Regions from separate parts of the Manis pentadactyla genome. Here region 1 is linked to region 2. A link is a contact called in public Hi-C data. All regions are on one chromosome and are shown on one strand. The core of a region is the stretch at or near the end of the contact, and the rest is flanking DNA. Distances in the headings are between cores, read along the strand shown. Region 1 holds the start of PDS5A (PDS5 cohesin associated factor A). Region 2 holds the start of UBE2K (ubiquitin conjugating enzyme E2 K).

Evidence for each region. Hi-C and Micro-C count contacts between places; a contact is called where the count stands out from the background.
Region 1: a contact with region 2 is called in a Hi-C map of skin fibroblasts, with 5 times the contacts expected there. The contact joins the promoter of PDS5A here to the promoter of UBE2K in region 2. A contact is called at or near these places in 2 of 3 Hi-C or Micro-C datasets (blood and skin fibroblasts).

What each region holds. Positions count from the first base shown.
Region 1 is chr5:33,281,756-33,284,641 of mManPen7.hap1, reverse strand. PDS5A (PDS5 cohesin associated factor A) reads left to right here and starts at 1,288. Exons shown (of 33, transcript XM_036908506.2): 1 at 1,288-1,430; 2 at 2,302-2,479. The coding sequence starts at 2,342.
Region 2 is chr5:33,037,113-33,039,900 of mManPen7.hap1, reverse strand. UBE2K (ubiquitin conjugating enzyme E2 K) reads right to left here and starts at 1,434. Exons shown (of 7, transcript XM_036908505.2): 1 at 1,227-1,434. The coding sequence starts at 1,289.

The DNA of each region.
Region 1 (2,886 bases), core at 39-2,538, 240 kb before region 2:
TTCAAGCCAGAAGTTAGCGTGATTCTTTAATTTTATAGTTTAAAAAATTTACGTGGAGTTTAGTAAGTGTCAGTTACTATTCCAGGCAGTTTACAAATGTTAATTTATTTATTCCTCATATAATGACCCTCTGAGATAGAAACTATTATCCCTGTTTTACAGATGAGGAAAATGTGGTTCAGAAAGATTAAATAATTTCTCCAAGTTTGCCTAGCTCATAGAGCATAAATTATACCATGTTACTTCTCTGTTTCAAATACTCCAATAACTCCCAACCTCAGAGTATAAGCCCAAATCCTTCCAAAGGCCAATGTACCTCCGCCCTCATCTCTACTTTATTTTCCTCCATAGCAATTGATTTATTTGTAAACATCCTTATTTTGGGGTTCCACTCTCAGAGATCCTGATTCTCTAGGTTTGTGAGTGGAGCCCAGTAACTTATGATACAGACCATTCTTTGAGAACTACTTGACTTGATGCTATTTTCATATTTTGCAGCTTTCAAAACATTAAGTTTAGAAATCTAAAGAGGGGAAGGCAAACCCCGGTGCTGTCACAAGGAAGAATGAGCAGCTCACGCTGTGCCATGTTGCAAAACTTTTCCTCAGTGTGCAGATTTGCTGTCCCCGGGGAAGAAATCAGTTCATTTTCACCGAATAATTACCGTCTTTCAACGAATTCCATCCACGTCCCTCATGAGGAGCCCCAAAAGTTGTCTCAGTGGCATAAGTGGTACATAAAGCTCTGTTCGTCTTGCGTGCCCAGAGGGCCGCGGGGACCTGGCCAGCTTCCCGCCGCCACCAGAGCTCCTCCTCCGCTCCCCGGGTCCGGTCCTCCGCGAAATGCACCGCGCAGCAGGGCTTGGCGCCAACCGGATGGCGGCGCTGTTCGACCGGCGCGCGGCCGCTTCAGGCCCGAGGGAGGCGGAGGCTCGGCCGGCGGAGGAAGGGGAGGGAGCGAGGCGCGCGCCCTGCTCTCGCGTGCTCTCGGACCGCTCGCGTGACCGGCCGTGTGTGCGCGAGGCGCCGGCTCCCAGAGCACCTACGGCCGGGCGCGCGCCGCTGCTAGGGGCGTCCGTGTCCGGGTCGGCGGACCCGGCCGGCGCGAGGAGCAGGCGGGCGGGCGGGCTTCGGGGGTCCCGGGTAGACACGCGCACACGCTCTCGGAGGAGCGTTCTCCGAGGCTGCTCTTCCTCGGCCAGACGGAGAGCGGCAGTGTCTCCCCGCCCAGCACACGCTCGCCCCGCGTCTCCCCCCGCGGCGGCTGCTCCTCCTCGGCACCGCCAGCCCCAGCGCTGCTCCGGAGCGGGCGTCGGCGTCGGCGGGACCCGCGGAGCCGCTTTGTGTGCAGCCCAACGAGGGGCGGCGACGCAACCACCTGACAGAGGCCCTGGCGCTCGATGCACCTTCCGCCCGCATGAGGAGGAGGAGGTAAAGGCGGCGGCTGCGGCGGCGGCTCGGCTCCCGCCCTCGGCTGCTGGAGGGAGAGGACGGAAGGGGAGACCGGAGTGGGGGGGGGGGGGGCGGCGCTCGGAACCGAGGCCCAGCGGGGCTGCCCGGAGGTGTCGGGGAGGCCTCGGCGGCGCCGGACGGCGCCTAGTGGCTGCGGGGCGAGCGAAGCCGCTGGGGTGCCTCAGCCGAAGTTGAAGGAACAAAATGTGAAGTGCGGAGCCGCGTCAGCCGCTTCCTGGCGTGAGGTTTGGGGTGAGGGCGGCTTGTTTTCCCCTCCCACGGGACAGGGGAGGGGCGGGAGCGTGGCAGGGATGCCGAGGGTCCCGAACCTCGGCCCGGCAAGGGCGTTCAATCTTGGGAGCCGCCGCTGCATGTGGGTCCGGTGGGTTCCCTAGTTTTGCGGCCTAAGCCGAGCCTTATAGGCCTCGCGTCCCCTTTCCCAGAGGGGACCAGTCGGGTGCGGACTCTGGGCTTTTCTGGGGCCGAGCGGGGGCCTTTAGGGCCTCGCCAGGCTGCCAACGCCGCCAAACTTAGGGCTTCGGTGCCTGGGAGTGGATTTCATTGTGAAAAACGGAATGGGAAACTCCTGGAGCGGCTCGGCGCTTCCCGCGGCGGTGGCGGCTGCTGCCGGAGAGCCCAGTGGGCCCGGGGGTGGCGTGGCCCGCGTGGGTGGGGGCGGTGGGGCGGCCACCAGGGTCCAGACCTGAGGAGGGAGAGGGCAGCGGGGCCGCTAACGAGTCCCGGGCCTCCTGGGAGAAAGAGCCCTTTGCAGATTAGAGATTTTTGAAATGAAAAAAAGAGGTTACAAAGTCGCCCCTTTCCCGCTGAACTTTTGTTTTCTGACCGATAGAGGCCGGTAGAGGACTGTGAAAGAAAAGTTGTCCCCCAGGATGGACTTCACCGCGCAGCCCAAGCCTGCCAGTGCCCTCTGTGGCGTCGTGAGCGCAGATGGGAAGATCGCTTACCCTCCCGGGGTAAAGGAAATCACCGACAAGATCACCACCGACGAAATGATCAAACGACTGAAGGTAAGCGTCTGGACAGAACATTCACTCTTAAGACGTTTGTAGTAGATGATCTCTCGTGTTGTATTACTGCACTGCTAGGCCTGGCCTTTAGAGTTTCGCCTACCAGCTTTTCTAAGGTGTCTTACCATCTTCTCTTTGACTTCTCTGAAAGGTATTTGACTTCTCTGAAAGATATTGACTATATCTTTGAATAGTAAGTTCTGTAGAGATGTAACCATTATAGGAACTTAAAAGGAGTATGTGTGCTTGAAATGTTACTGTATTTCAAGCATAGGAATTCAAGTATTTTTAAAGTTTTTTTCAGGAAATATCTATGAGAACAATGTTAATAGCAGCTTGCAACCTTAAATGTAAGCAATAATTTGTTTAGGAAGATTCCTGTTTTCATCAACTTTTGAGGAGGACTG
Region 2 (2,788 bases), core at 185-2,684:
AGAATACAAACAGCATTCCGTATTGGTATGAGACAGGTTGAAAATAATAACCATTTCAGTATGACTTTCTAATCTCCCTGTTAAATCCAGGAAGGAAAAACAATCTGGCATTCTTGCTTATTTGGGTATGGAAAACTACTACTACTGACAGTTTTGACTCAAATTACTAGAACATCCTGAATATCTTTAAATAAGTGAGGCCAATACACAGTATTTAAGTTGGGATAAACCTACTCACTTAATAAGGAGATAAAACAATGTATTTAATCTGGTGAAATCCCATGTTTTTAATAGGGCTGTTTTTCAAAAGTATGAATCAAATTAACTGTGAGGGACATCATAATGAAGTTTCATGACACAACACAACAGAGTCAAAGAGACATTGTCTAAGGAGAGACTCTCTGACCCGTAACTTGTTAACAGTATTTTAAAATAAACTACTCATACACTCCATTATATTTTCCTAGCAAAAAAAAAAATGTTTAAATGCCTTTAATACACAGAACAACTTGTCTTTACTTAGTTAAAAAGCTTTAGATGTCAATACAAAAGAGGCCTAAGAATTGGGGGTAAATGGAAATGACATAATGGTCTAATTGGAATTAATTTCCCATCTCAAGTGAAAATTCCCTTATATCCCACTCAAATAAGATAGTATCCCATTATGTCTCCCCTTCTCTCCCAACACCCAACTAAGAGGGAATAACTCTGAACGTTCTTCTCCTTTCATCAATAAGTAAGGACTTTCATCTTTTCTTCCCTAAAAGGGCAGTGGAGGCCTGACAGACTGTAATTCAGAATACCCTCAAAAGTGCAGGTCTTTGAACAGCGCGGCTCTCCGGATCCAGTTACCACCTTTCCCCTTCCCCCAACCCACTTCCCGGGTTTCCTCAGGCTCGGCCTGCTACCTCCCCGCCCTACAGCCACACTTCCAGCGGGTGCCACTGCCCAGGGGTGTTCTCACCGTGCCGAGCAGTGTCCCCTTCTCCATCTGCCCCCTACACCGTGCTCCTAACCAGACCACCCGCTGCGAGACCGTCCATCCCAGGGCCCCGGGAAGGGAGGGAGGGGAAGGCGGCGGAAGGAGAGAGATACTGCTGCCTCCCCACAGGCAGGAGGGCAGCCGTGAGGAGGGCCACCAGGGTTACGAGAGACGTGGGGGTCGCCCCCGGAAGGGCCCTCCCGCCCGGGCTGAGGTGGGGGATGTCCGGGAGTTCATTTCTGACCTCCTCGCTCTTCAGCACCTCCTTGAACTCCCGCTTGATTCGCTGCACCGCGATGTTGGCCATGTCTCCGCCCGCAGCTGATTCGTACCCGCCTCCTCCGCCACCGCTACGACCACCGCCACCGCCGCCACCTCTTCCTCCACCGCCTCCTCCCTCGACGATTCACACCCAAGCACACGAACGCTGCCACTGCCAACCCGGCCGCCGAGTTCTCACTGTGGAATCACCTCCGCGCCCGGCCACCAAAATGGCGCCGGATCCGCGCATGCGCACGACGCTGATCCGGCCCAGCGGCGCAGCCGCTCTCGTTGTAGCCCCCATACGCCTCAGTGGCGAGCCCGCGACGCGACGCGACGGGCGTCTCTGCTGGAGCTACGGCCGCTTGGCTCCGCCCTGCCAACGTCTGGGGCCTGGAGGGTGCGGCTTCCGCGCTCGACAGTCCTGCCCGGTCTTCTCGGGTCCTCCTCTTTGCCTCCTCCCTTTTTCAAACCAACGTGGTAAGCTTGGGCTTCTAGTACCCGGCGTGTGACTGGAGGCTCCAGTCCAATTTAACGGAGTCATGTGGCCTCTTTCGGTTTGGAGCGCCTCCCTGACTCAGCCAGAGAGCCCGCGGGCTCAATGATACTATGAAAACACTATCCCGGAACTCAGTCTGGCCCATTTTCTCCTGGTGTAGAGCGGTCCGTTTTTGTTCTGAAGCCACTGTAGTACCACTATTTTACTACGATCATTACAGGTACTACAAATCATTGAATTAAGTATTGTCACTGTTGGGTCCCACCACAAGTATTTGAGACGGGTTCTCCATGGACATGCCTGAGATGGATTTAGAAGCCAGATGTGGATTTTTGACTTACTTAGATAATAACGAGCCTCCAAACTAAAACCGAGTGTACATCAAAATCCCTGGGAAGCTTGTTTAAAAATACTGCTGCTGGGCCCCCATCCCTAGAGTATAGGGTGGAAGTAATAATTTGCATTTCTAACGAGTTCCCAGATGACTTTTTTCCTTCTGCAGGTTCAGTGACCACACTACGAGAACCACTACACTAAGACATCTGAAAATAGTTTGTATATTGAAGTGAAAAATGGATAAATAGATGTTTCGGGAATGGGGGCAGCTTTGCTTCTGTAAGCCTAGAGCCAACAATAATGCCTGATGCTTGTAGACAATAAATACTGAATGAATAAATGAGTAAAGATAAGAATGAAATGGTTTAAGTGGAAAGTAAGTTTGAAAGGAAATTTGAAAATGGTTGCTAGGATAAGCAGTTGGCTTTGGTGCTGAGAGGTAATCTGAATACAACATTTTGGAGTAAGTAACAAAGGTATTAGAAGTTTATGTTTCACACACTTCTTTCACCTAACCACTAGTAAAGTATCCTATTAGAAAAATATCATAAATACATAGTCTCACCAAAAATTACTAAATTTGTAGCAGCAGAAAAGGAAATAGCCATTGGTAATGAAACATTCAGTGGAGGCACAAGACAAAAAAAACTCACCACAGGAACAAAGGGAATTTTTATTCCAGCTCTCCTTCATGTCAGCTCTCTTTGCCA